4 separate regions of the Macaca mulatta genome follow, and regions 1, 2 and 3 are each linked to region 4. A link is a contact called in public Hi-C data. All regions are on one chromosome and are shown on one strand. Each heading gives the region's core, a stretch centred on a gene start, on an enhancer-like site or on the middle of the called end of the contact. The rest is flanking DNA. Distances are from core to core; before and after follow the strand shown.

Region 1 (2,958 bases), core at 195-2,694, 360 kb after region 4:
CGAGATAAACTCCTTAAAAGCATGGGCAAAATTCCCTTTTCTGTGACCAGTTTTTAAAAAAATGACAAAGTCACACAAGAGAGGAAATGAAAAGGGAAATTTTTAGACTTCTCATCTGTGCTGAAAGCCCCGGGCTGTTTCAGAACCCAGTCAGGATAACCGTCAGGCCTGCGGTCACCACGCTGCAATCCCAGGAGGCCTTGCATCAGCGGCCATTATATCAATAAGGAAGTACAATCACCAAACCACAAGCCGGCTTCTTTTCTAAGCCCACATGTTGCTTTAGAGGGTTTTCAAACAAGAGACTTTCCTGTTTTTGAAACCTGTGAATCCACAGGTCTTACAGGTTACTCAAATTATCTTATCACTTGCAGCATGAATTTCAAAACTGCTTACTCCAGCCTTCCCCTCCCCTGGAGGAACAGACGTCCATTTACAAACCAGAATCCTTATTTACAGTGTCCCATTGCCAATTGCTGACACAGAAGGGGAAAAAATACCAGTTATACATTAAGCTTTAAGGTTAAAGTATCTGTGCCAGACACTGTTCAAACACCATCTATTCACTGACCTGAAGGCAGGATGACCACACCGGAGAAAATTCCACAGAAACAGTTTTGCGGTCGCAGCAGTATTCCTTCACAGAGCCAGGCTATGTTTCCTGCAGATGCATACACATGCTTGCAAATGTAGTGTAAGAAATCATCACAATTCACAGGAAACATATTTATCCTAAGATGTGCAGCAAATCTGTCGGAAATTTTTAAGCACAGCCAAAAGACATCCCAAACCACCTATGAGGTTACTTCCCAGGTTGCTGGAAAAATCAATGTAGGACAGCATCAGTAGAGGACGCTACGGGGGCGCAGGTGAAAGATGTAAACTGTCCAATCTAAATCTTCAATGGGATGCAAGTCAGACTTGTTTTTCTCTTGAGCAAATAGAAAGATTCAGATTAAAGAGTGCCTTATAGAACTGATGCAGAGTTCTACATAGAACTGATACAGAGTTCATCTATCAGAGTGTCTTATAGATGAGATAAATCCACAAACAAACGTCTCTCTTTCCTGCTCAGCTCAGCAGTTTGAGAAAGATGTGCCAAACCTAACAACTGCATTTGACAGCCATCTCCTGGTTTAACTTCTACCCTGGCCAGTGGCCACTTGGCGTTGCCCAAGCAATGCCTGCAGACTTCATCACTTCATCACGCGCTCGCTCGCTGGAAGCGTCCCTCCTAAGGCAGACCTGAAGTTCACAGAGGGCTTCTGGACAGTAGTTCACACTCTGTTTTCAATGGTGGCCCAATCAGACTGAGAATAAACAACTGAACTTTATCCTGCAGCTACAACCAGTGACCTCTAAGCCCATTTCACAGAATGCACATGGCAATAATGAATCTAGCAGACACTTATCTAATCTCACACTTTTCCTTCTTTTTGGGTTACAATCAACACTTAGCTCATCAAAACACAGACACACACACACATCTTCCAAAAAAGAACTTGCTCTCAGTTTAAGCACACTGGGATTTTGTTTATCTTATTTGTCTGCATTCCAAAAAACCTTCTAGCACTGAAATGTTGAGATAGACACTCTAAAGTCAGGATGCTGTGATGTTTATGTTTGAGGGAGGGTTCTTTCAAAGTAGTCAAAATTGTCTCTCTTATGAAATGTGAAGTGTGAATGAAGCCACACCAAAAAGTCTCAGAAGTAAATCTCTCAAAGATTGTGACCAGCCTGTTGTGGAATAACGCAATATATCCTTAGAGGAAAATACAGTAAAGTAAAAGAATTCCAGGCTTCCCACACAGGCTCAGTAGGTATTTTTTATCATAATAACTCGTCGGTAAATGGCCTACCATGTCCATAGGAAAAGCATCCTCTTCTTCAACCGTGTTTTAAAAAGAATAACGTTTTCTTTCCTCCTTTGGGAAAGCAATTGCTACAAAATTCACATAAAACAAATACGGACTGGTTTTCTGTTCCTTTCACTTTCTGTTCCTATCACTTTAGGCTGTGGTAACCAGGACTCCTAGGCCTAAATATGCTTGCCTGACCTTGCCTGAGTTTGCTGGAGAATTGCTCAACCACCCTCTCACTTTGGCTGTGTAGACCATGGGTCTTGCCCTCCCTCCAGGGGAGAGGCATTAACGAATGAAGAAAACAGTACTCTCCCCTCTTCTGCCACCACTGACACTCCATACCCAGGCCCTTGCCACCAGGCCTGCTTCCAGAACTGTGCGCTGCCTGTTCCCTGCTATCCTGAGCCTTCCAGCTCCAGTGCCAACAAGGGCACTAGGTAATGGGTACTTCTGATGAAGGACACCGCATGAGATCCTCCCATCACTTAGAGAAGTGTTCCATTTGGGGTCATTACCAACCTTGTCTACTCAGATCAGCAAAGCATGGAGAAAAATAGGATGGATGGGCAAGCATAAGGCATCACCTTATACTTGTGTCTATAAAAAGCTCTTTATATTACAGAATTTCTTTATTTGGAACAACAAAATATTCTGAAGGGAATCTCACCAATTTTAGTTTGGAATGCTTATAGAGGTTGTCTGGAAGAATAGTTTTTGTTGATTTGGTTTTTTATTACAAAAAAAAATAAAAGCTTTTGTAGTTATTCTTGAAGGTATGACCTCCAACTACAATTACAAGTATGAGAGATATTGTAAGCAAGTCCTTTTCTTTTTTTTTTTTTTTTAAAGAGACAGGGTCTCACCATGTTGCCCAGGCTGGTCTCGAACTCCTGTACTCAAGCAATCTGCCCACTTCAGCCTCGCAAAGAGATGGGATTACAGGTGTGAGACACTACACCCAGACTGTAAGCCAGACTTTTAAAGCCCATTTTAAACTTTTTTTTTTCTTTTTTGAGACAGGGTCTTTCTTTGTCGTCTAGGCTGGAGTGCAGTGGCACAACCTCAGCTCACTGCAACCTCCATCATCTCCTGGTTT
Region 2 (2,869 bases), core at 240-2,739, 380 kb after region 4:
GCCATGAAGTCCTCTCTCTGTCCCTTTCTGGCAGTGAAGTCATGAGGTGCAATAAGCAAAAGCTGCCATCATGTGCATTACCTGCCATGGAGAGGAAGCTTAGCAAAGAGATTTAGATCAGCACTTGGAGGAAGTTGAGGTGTGAGAAAAGAGAGAGCACATGGCAGTGTTGGCTCCGAGTTGCAGGTATCCGGGGTCACACAAAGCCCCCTTTTAAAAGCCCTGGCTGGTTTGACTTGCATTTCTCTCTCGAGAAGCTCTCAAGTCCTTGTTGAATGGGGCGGTGATCAGATGCCGGCCATCCTACCGGAACTAGACCAGCCGAGCCTCTGCTCTGGCCAAGGAAATGGGAGGAGATGGAGGGAGAAAAGAGGAAATGGGAGAGAATGGGCTGGAAGAAGAGACCACTGTGCAAGGTGATGGAGGGCATCGGAACACAGAACACCTGTAGCAGTTTTCCAGAGGGCTTCCAACTCTTTATCAAGCCTGCACTCCACTCTTAGGGTTATACAGTCTTAGGCACAAGCAATTATCTGAATAATTGGAGTGTTTCTTAGAACAGGTTTTAGGTGTCAGCAGCGATGGCTGTTCAGACGGCACACTAGCGACAGATCCTTGGAAAACTCCATGCTCTGGAATAAAAAACCAATCCTGACTTTTCACTTCGGAATGTCTCAGCTCCCCACCTGACCCTCTCCTATCGTATCACTGGCTAAATGGACAAATGGACCACAAGAAAACTACCTCCTCCTTCAACTACCTCCTCCATCAGTCTAGCACCTGCCTAGGTGGAGCCCCTCAGAACCATGCTGCTCACCCAAATGCAACTCCCAAAAAGGTGGGAGCCCTTGAGGCAGGCACAGATCCAGCAGTTGCCTCAGCTCTCTATGTCACTAGCCTCTCTCAGCGGAAACCACAGGAAGGCCTCGGGTCAGAAGGGCTTACTCAATGTGGAGCAAGGTCATAGGGCCCAGCTGAGCCCCCTCACTCATCCAAAGGGGTCAAGGGAGGGCCAGTGGCTACAAGGGGTCAGAGCCTCAGGTTTGATTCCAAGTTCAAAGAATCTAGCTAAAGCCACACTGTGCCCCCTGGCACCACCCTCAGAAACAGATCCAATCCTGAGTCAGAGAGGAAGCAGACACTCACTGAATCACTGATCCACTTCCTTCTACCCACAGCCACTCAGCCAAGACCAGCAGCCGCTTCCAAGGGACAAATTAGTGACTGACACTCGGAAAAGTTGATGCTCTAAAGGAGAGCAAGCAGGGCCCCACGCACACGGCGTGAACCGCCAGGACCGGGTTGACTGTGGCTGTGGCTCCCCACCCCCTGCATTTTTCAGAGTAAAACTGCACATTTTGTAACAGCCCCTATCCTGTCCTGCACTGACCTTGGCTGTGTTATTTTTCACTTCCCTGTTCAGAACACAGCCACACTTTCCAAATGCCATGAATCATCACCACCGAGCAACGGCCATTTAGCAAGGCAGGAAACCACTGCGCGCCAGCCCTGGAAGGAGCAGCTCCCTGCAGCGGGCCTCTCCCACCCTGGCTGGTCATCATAGCAAGAGTCCACCACGGAGGCCAGCAGGGCAGAGTTGCCGCCCCATGTTCTCAGTTTCCACACCATCGTCCCCGGGGGCTTCCAGTTCCCCCTTGCACTGGGTCGCAGGCAGCATTAGGCATCTTCTGACTTTTCCAAAGGCTCTTTTGGTTGCATTGGCTGAAATGAAGCTGTCACCTTCCAATCCCGAAGGGAGAGAAATTCTTGATGACACTGGCTGAAGTGAAGCTGTCATCTTCCTATCCCAGGAGGGAAAGAAATGGGGAGACCTGTTCAAGACCAAGGGAGGCCAGGCGCCATGGCTCACGCCTGTGATCCCAGCACCTTGGGAGGCCGAGGCAGACAGATCGCTTGAGTCCAGGAGTTCGAGACCAACATGGGCAACATGGTGAAACTCCGTCTCTACTAAAAATACAAAAATTAGCCGGGCGTGGTGGTGCATGCCTGTAGTCCCAGCTACTTGAGGGGCTGAAGCAAGAAGGTCCCTTGCGCCAGGGAGGTCAGGTAGATTAGATCAGGTGGATCTTGCACAGACATCAACAAGACACAGGAAGTGCATTCTGCCTGCAAGTGGCCTTGCAGTTACAGGCAAATGTCATCCTGTCATCCTTTATAACCAGAGCCATGTAGGCTTCTAGATGTCATTCAATCAGTTCCTGAAAGTAGTTACCAGTGAGTCCATAAATCAATCAACAAAATATTATTACCCTCAAATAGTCATCAAACTCTTCGGTGCTGGGCACCTGGCTCCATGGCTCTCTGAATAACATACGTCTGCCTTCATGCCAGTCTTAGTTCCTCATGTAGTAATGATACGCTCATATGAAGTCATTATTTTTGCCTCTATTGAACCATAAACAGTACCATTCAAAAGTAAAATGATCTAGGAAAGGCAAATCAATACAACAATAAAACATCAGTTTTAACCTATCAGATTGGCCAAAACTTTAAATATTGTCAACGGCTAGTGTTGACCAGAGTGTGTGGAAACGGGAACTCTCCTTATTATTGGTAGATGTTTAGTGTTATACATTTTCTAGGAGAAATTTGACCCTGTACATTAAAATTATTCGTGAGTACCCTTTGTCTTATTAATTTTAAAACTAGGAATTTATTCTCAGTTGAGCCACTAGAAAAAAATGCACAGATAGTCATCACAGTGTGGCAAATAAATCTAAAAAATAAATAAAGCTGAAACAACCTAGATGTGATTGAGTCAGTGACTTATAATATGTTTAATCATACACTACACAACCATTAAACATAGTGTTGGAAATCTACATCCAAAGCCATAGGAAGATATTCA
Region 3 (2,863 bases), core at 329-2,828, 480 kb after region 4:
CCTATGAGCACCATAAAGGCAGGGTCACATCCCCCTCATTTACCACTGGAATGGAACAATTCCTGGGCCAGAACAGTGTGCTCAAAAAGCATCTGTTGATCCCTCCAAGAGTCCAGTAACTTCAAGCAAGCTGAGCAGGAAAGAGCACCAACAACTCTCGAGTTGCCAATGGCCAGTTTCAACACCTCAGACAGTGAGGCCCACGGCCGAGCTCCTGCCATTGCATCTGAGGCCTCCAGTGCTAAGGGAAAAGCCCTGGGCCTCTTCCACTTTTGGCCTCCTTCTCTGCTGGGGCTGCCCCACTTTCCACAGGAGTTGGTGACGGGGCACGAGTTGGCCCCGGCAGTCCACGCCCAGAGCCCCGGGCAGGAGAGCACCTTCTCCCTTTCTTGGCCTCACCACCAGGACCGGCAGCTTTTCAATTCCCCCATCTGCAAGACAGGGACAAAGAATGCTTTGTCACCCCACCTACTTCTCACGGGTGTTATGAAACAACTGTTTGCTCGGAAAACACTTTGAGCAACTTGGGGAAAGGTGCCCGGGGCTCAGATGACGCCTGTTGCATTTGATCCAGGCCAAGAAAGTGCTGTGCCAACTAGTCATCCGGTCACCGCCGCACCCCCTGGAGGGGCGGGAGGCACAGCAGCTTCTCCTGTGTCTGCAAGCCTGTGTCACCAAGCCCGCTGGCCATGCTGCGGTCCCAGAATCTGCCCACAAGGTGTGTGCGTGTTCCTGGGGCTGCCTGAGCCGCTGGTTTCAGCAGAATCTGAGCTCTCTATGGGCCTGGACAGTGGCCTCCAAACACCCAACCTACCCTTAGCCAGGAAGAAGGGCCGAGGGTCACCTGGGGTAACCTACCTGAGCTCCTGCCCTGCAGGGCGGGGCTTAGATTTTGCTGCCAGCATCCCGGGCAGGGAGCTGGGAACAAAGGCGTGGTCTTGGCTCCCCAGCCTGGGGAGGGCAGATCGTAACCTGCAGGCAGGCAGGTGCCTCCTGAGCCGACAGCAGTGGCAGCAGCCACCTAGTTACGATGACAACCATACTTGGCCACCATCACTCTGTCCCCAAGAGGGGCCGGCCCCAACCCTGACCACGCAGGGTCCCCCAGGGCTGCCCAAGGTTGAGAACGGAGAAGAACCAAGGCGAAGGCAGGCTGAGGGCCCATGGGCACACCTCCCCTTTGGTCAACAGCTCAGTCTTAGCTTTGGACTGGACATTGGACTCAAAGGTGGGACAGGCCTCTCTCTCTCTCTGCAGCACCCACCCCAGGCTGCTGCTTCAAGATAAACCCTCTCCCTACAGGGGACTTCAGCAAGGCCTTTCGCCGACAGTGCACAGCAGACAGCATGCAGGTTTAATTATAACTCTCTCGCATAGGCAGGGCTGGCTATATACAGTATGTCTGCCTGTTACTAATTATATTTACTTTCAAACGAAGTGGGGGGAGATCTTCTGAAGATGAGTCAGAAAACAAAAAAGCCCTTCGTTGTTATGAAAGCAGGGGAACGTCTCCTGAGAGCGTCTGGAGCAGCGCTGTCACTGCCTGACAGTGGAAAACCTGAGCGCCAAGCCAGCCAACCCGGTAAACACCACATGCTGGCTTTCCTGGCCCAGCGTCCCTTCAAGCCAGAGCCTGAACTGCATACCAAGCCACAGTCGATAGGAAAGGCGTTCTCCCTCCCGGACAGAGCAGCACGTAGAGCCTGGCTGGCTCTTCCTGCAAAGACAGGGCGACTCGGCGATCTGCTGTCACCTTAATTGGGAGGCAGTGTTCCAGTTGAAACACAGCAAAGGTTTTTTCCCTCATCAAAGGAGAAGCATTCTGACCAGATGGCTGAAATGAAAAGGCTTCATCCTCAGCCTCCACACAGCCAACGGTGTTATTAATAACAACACTGCGAATGCCACAAATCACATGCGAACACCTAGAAACCCAAAATAGTCACCACATGCAGAGCAGAAGTCGTCCGCGCTTTGGCGGCGATTAGATCATTGTGCTAATTTCAGCTGGACGCGGCCTCACGCACACGCATGTGGACTCACAGCCGCGTCTGTCTGTGTGTTTGAGGTCTGCAAGTGTGAAGTGCCCGTGGCTGTTTGGGGGGAACTGGTCTCCAGGCCCCACTCAGCCATCAGCTGCCTCCTCTGAGAAGACTGCGTGGGCAGCCCTGCCTCCTCTCCATGCAGACGCCAGAGAGTAAGCCCAGCCGAGGGTGACACATCCGCCCAGGAGAGCCGTGCAAACTCACACTGTTCAGAATGGCTTTTCCAATCGTTTTTTAAACAGCCACACTTGTTTTGTTTGCTTTCTTCCAGGAAGGCTGCACTGTTTTGGAAAAGCAGGGGGAGGACATTTTTTTAAATGAGTTCACTTCCTGAGTCTTTAAAATATTTCCCCGTAGACAGAGTATTGAGAAGCTGTGGCCAGAGGACACAGCGGTCTCAGGTGGGCGGCACCCGGAGTATGAGGATGAGGGCATGTCCCCTGATGCGCGCTCTTCACAAGCCATCCGCAGGGGAACTGAAGTTGGCAACCAGACAGCAACGAAAGAGCCGGGAGAGCGTCCCTTCCCAAACCCCCACCCCACTTCCCATCACCCTCCAAGAAAATGTTTCTAAAGCCAGTTTGGAATTCGGAATGGGTTTTCCTGTTTGTCCAGGCAAGGTTGAATTATGAAATCACACTATTCAAAGGAGAAGAGAAAACATAGATATGAGAGATTAGTCACTGAAGATTTTATTAGGAAGGAATTATGACGTAGACAGCATGAATCAAAGTGCTTTTTCTCAGGCATTATTTTACCCGTTACTCGTGGTCGCCCTGTGAAGCAAATGGTGGTACGCCTATTTCACAGGTAAGGCC
Region 4 (3,180 bases), core at 372-2,871:
AGCAGCGTGTCGCGCACGGTCTTGGGCCTGTTGACCCAGTCCTGCTCTCCAGACCCGCGGCTCTTGCCCGCACCTTCCGCGCTCAGCTCGGCGGCCCCGGCCGCGGTGGACAGGCTGTCCGCCGGGCCCCGGTGCGCAGGCGGCGGCGGTTGCTTCTCCTTGGCTGCTGCCTCGCGCTGCTCGTGCTCCACGGCCGCGCTGCTCGACACGGATGCCGGCCGCTTGTGGGCGCCCAGGTCGGTGGGCTGCGCGGAGCCCAGGCTGGCGGCCGCGGTTCCGGACACCGCGGCTAAGGAGGCGGCAGCGCGGCCGCCGAGGCCGAGCGCGGTGGGCAGCGGCGTGGCCGAGCCGTTCATGAGCGGCACCAGGGTGGGCGGCACCGCGTGGCCGCGCCGCGGGTTCGGGCTCTGGCGATTCAACTCGGGAGGCTCCTCTAGCTTGGAGAAGCCGTTGGGCACCAAGATGCCGTTCACGGGCGGCGGCTGCGGCGTCGGCGGCTGGGCCAGGCTCGCGGCCGGACGACTGCCGCCGAAGTCAGAGCCGAGGCGCGGGGGCCGCTCGGCCGCGGCCGCCAGGGGGTAGCGCTCCAGGGCCTGCGGCGCGCGCGGGGCCGCCTCGGGGCCGCCGTGGCCGAGCTGCTGCTGCTGCTGCAAGAGGATGTCCTTGGCCGAGAGCGGCGGCGGCTTGGCGGCGGCCGGGGCCGCGGCGCCGGGCGGGGAGCGACCCTCCGGGAAGCAGCCGTGCGCCCGCTTGAGCTGCCGCGCTGTCTCGATGACGAACTCGACGCGGTCGGCGCCCTCGTAGTTGACGCAGCCGCGGCACACAGGTTCGGTGAAGTCCCAGATCATGGCCCAGGGCATGCGGGGCAGATCACACAGGTAGCACGACTGCCGCCGGGACGCGGCCGCCACCGCCACCGCCGCGGCCATGTCCGAGGAGCCCGCGGCGCCGGAGGAGGAGGAGGAGGGGGCGCCGCCGCCGCCCCCCACCGGCACCACGCGCGCCCTCCTCCCCCCCCAACCCCGCGTCTCCCCCACCAGCGGCGGCGGCGGCCGCAAAGGCGGCGGCGGCGGCGGCAAAGCCCGCGAAGGCTCGGCGCCCGCGCAGCGCCCCCGGTGCACGAGGGGCGGCGGGCGCGAGGCGAGGGGCTGCAGCCGCGGCAGCAGTTCCCCCCGGCCGGCGCGGGCGCGGGCGGGCGGCGCGGTGCGGCGGTGCGGCGGGCGCGGCGGCGGGGGCTCGGCTGGAGCCGCGGCGGGCCTCCAGACCGGGGCGAAGACGGGCCGCGCGGGCGCGGGGGAGCGCAGCAGGTCGCGGCGGCGGCCGGCACAGTGTGCGGGGCGGGGGGCGGGGAGGCCGGGGGGGCAGGGGGCGGGGGGCGGCCGCCGGGGCAGGCTCAGCCCGAGCGGCGGGGCATGCCGCGCCGGGGCGGCGGCGGCTGGGCGGCGTGGAGCTCGGGTGCGGCGCAGGCCCCGGGTCGCTCCGCCGCTCTCTCACAGCTCCTGGCGTCGCCGCTCTCCAGCGCCAGCGTCAGCGGCCAGCCCGCCTCAGCTCTGCCGCCGCCACCGTCGCTGCTGCTGCTGCCGCCGCGGCCGCTCCACTTCTACAGACTTGATTCTTCGACAGTCTCGCACAGCGCCTGCGCGGGCCCCCTCCCCTCGGGCGCGTGCCCGCCCTCCCGCGCGCGCGCTCCCCTCCCCCCTGCGCGCCGAAGGAGCGCTGTCGGGAGAGCCGGCTCTGTGGCGCCCGCCCGCTCGCGGGGCAGCGCGGCAGCGCAGCGCTGGTGTCCCCTCGGAACACGGCGCAAAGTGGTCGTGTGCTTTTCCTCCACTTTCCCTCACTTCACGCCCCACCCGGCTGTCTCGACCACCCTCAGGATGTTTTCCCCTGGTGTGCCTCTGGACCAAATCGTGCTAAAAGCCATTTCTTTTTCTTTTATGCAAGGCCACTTTGTCACTTGGTTTCCGTCAGTCTCCTGAGAATGGGGATTTTAGGTCTAGCGTGGTTCACAGTTCTGGTTTTTTAGGAGTTATACTTGAAAGCTCAATGTCGGACACAAGAGCATGAAATCCGTCACTGGTGCTTTGCATTTGCATTTGTCTTGGGAAGGACATACCCGCCGCCTGCCCCTTTTACTAACTAGGGAGAATCTGGATGTTCCCAAGCCCAGCACCACGTGCACACGCCGCCAGCTGGCTCGCGCGTTTTCCACGGAGCCCTCTGGAGGGGAGGGAGCGCGGTTCGGATTAGCAGCTCGCGAACACCAAGTGCTGCTCTTAGCCCCGTCCAGCCCGCCCTGTTCAGCTAGGGCCTCGCCGCGCCAGTTGCCCCGGCCGCCTTATGTAGGTCTGCGCGGCGGGCGCGTGACGTGGACTCGGGACCGTGGGCGGCCGCCGCCGCGTGTGCGCACGCTCCGCGCAGACGTGCCTCGGCGCCGCTGGCACTAGGGCCTCGTGGAACGAATGCACATTCCAGGGATCCGGGGTGTACGGCCAGCGCGACCGCGTCACAGCGCAGGCCCCACCCCCTTCGGCGAGTCTGGGCGTCCAGGCGCCGCCCCGGGCCCGAACTTGGACTCGAGGTGGCGGGAGGCGCGGGCGCGAGTCGTGGGGGGAAGTCCTGCTCGCCTCCGCGGGGTCCCCGCTGGCCGTGGGGGCGACCGGCTGGCTGGCTCGCCGTCGCGCAGGGCGGGCCGCCGATGGGGGCAGACTTGCGCCCTATATGCCACCCAGGCTGGGGTAAGCCCAGCCCAGCCGCGCGGCCTTCAGCTCTGCCACCGTTGGCAGCCTCAGACTCAGCCCAGACTGAATTGAATGCTTGAGTTTCGCACTTTTATCGGGAGGAGGAGCTGGTGTGTGTTATGGTAAATCACTTTGGGCTGGTCGTTAGTCTCCCTAATACACGTAGGCTTAGTCGCTCTTCAATTGGGACTTTTACACTTCAGCTCTTTAAGGGCGGCCTCTGGGGCTGCTTTTGTTGGGAACACAGGCCCACAACTCTCCCTTGAGACTGGAATGAGCTGGTTAAGTGTGGGAAGAACAGGGTACTAATTATATTATCTTTCCTACAACTGGATTGGTAGGTGGAGAGAAAAAAAAAAATCCTGCTGACGTTTCTCTCTAGTCGTTGCTATTGAAAATACCAGGTTGCTTCAAAGGATTAACCACAAGGAAGAGGAAAAAC

Evidence for each region. A called contact is a pair of places that touch in the nucleus more often than the background predicts.
Region 1: a Hi-C map of liver shows a contact between it and region 4, with 4 times the contacts expected there. The contact joins the promoter of LOC106995129 here to the promoter of IRF2BP2 in region 4. A contact is called at or near these places in 5 of 14 Hi-C or Micro-C datasets (blood, fetal cortex germinal zone, fetal cortical plate and 1 more).
Region 2: a Hi-C map of fibroblasts shows a contact between it and region 4, with 3 times the contacts expected there. The contact joins the enhancer-like site here to the promoter of IRF2BP2 in region 4. A contact is called at or near these places in 4 of 14 Hi-C or Micro-C datasets (fetal cortex germinal zone, fetal cortical plate, fibroblasts and 1 more).
Region 3: a contact with region 4 is called in a Hi-C map of liver, with 6 times the contacts expected there. The contact joins the enhancer-like site here to the promoter of IRF2BP2 in region 4. A contact is called at or near these places in 7 of 14 Hi-C or Micro-C datasets (blood, cortical neurons, fetal cortex germinal zone and 3 more).

The regions. Positions count from the first base shown.
Region 1 is chr1:14,103,788-14,106,745 of T2T-MMU8v2.0, reverse strand. LOC106995129 reads right to left here and starts at 1,444. Exons shown (of 2, transcript XR_013416022.1): 1 at 572-1,444.
Region 2 is chr1:14,087,126-14,089,994 of T2T-MMU8v2.0, reverse strand. The region is part of intron 1 of LOC144340225 (a long non-coding RNA gene); the gene reads left to right. Among named protein-coding and RNA genes, the nearest start is that of TOMM20, 150 kb to the right of the region's middle. Within about 2 kb of position 1,489, at least 22 of the 40 cell types and tissues checked have an H3K27ac peak or open chromatin away from gene starts, as enhancers often do.
Region 3 is chr1:13,993,041-13,995,903 of T2T-MMU8v2.0, reverse strand. It overlaps LOC144340223 (a long non-coding RNA gene), which reads right to left. Exons shown (of 2, transcript XR_013416018.1): 2 at 2,715-2,863. Among named protein-coding and RNA genes, the nearest start is that of TOMM20, 57 kb to the right of the region's middle. Within about 2 kb of position 1,578, at least 18 of the 40 cell types and tissues checked have an H3K27ac peak or open chromatin away from gene starts, as enhancers often do. A contact at or near this core is called in fetal cortical plate and liver, where this site is marked.
Region 4 is chr1:14,468,702-14,471,881 of T2T-MMU8v2.0, reverse strand. IRF2BP2 (interferon regulatory factor 2 binding protein 2) reads right to left here and starts at 1,621. Exons shown (of 2, transcript XM_002808266.4): 1 at 1-1,621. The coding sequence starts at 929. It overlaps LOC106995060 (a long non-coding RNA gene), which reads left to right and starts at 687. Exons shown (of 9, transcript XR_013411791.1): 1 at 687-826.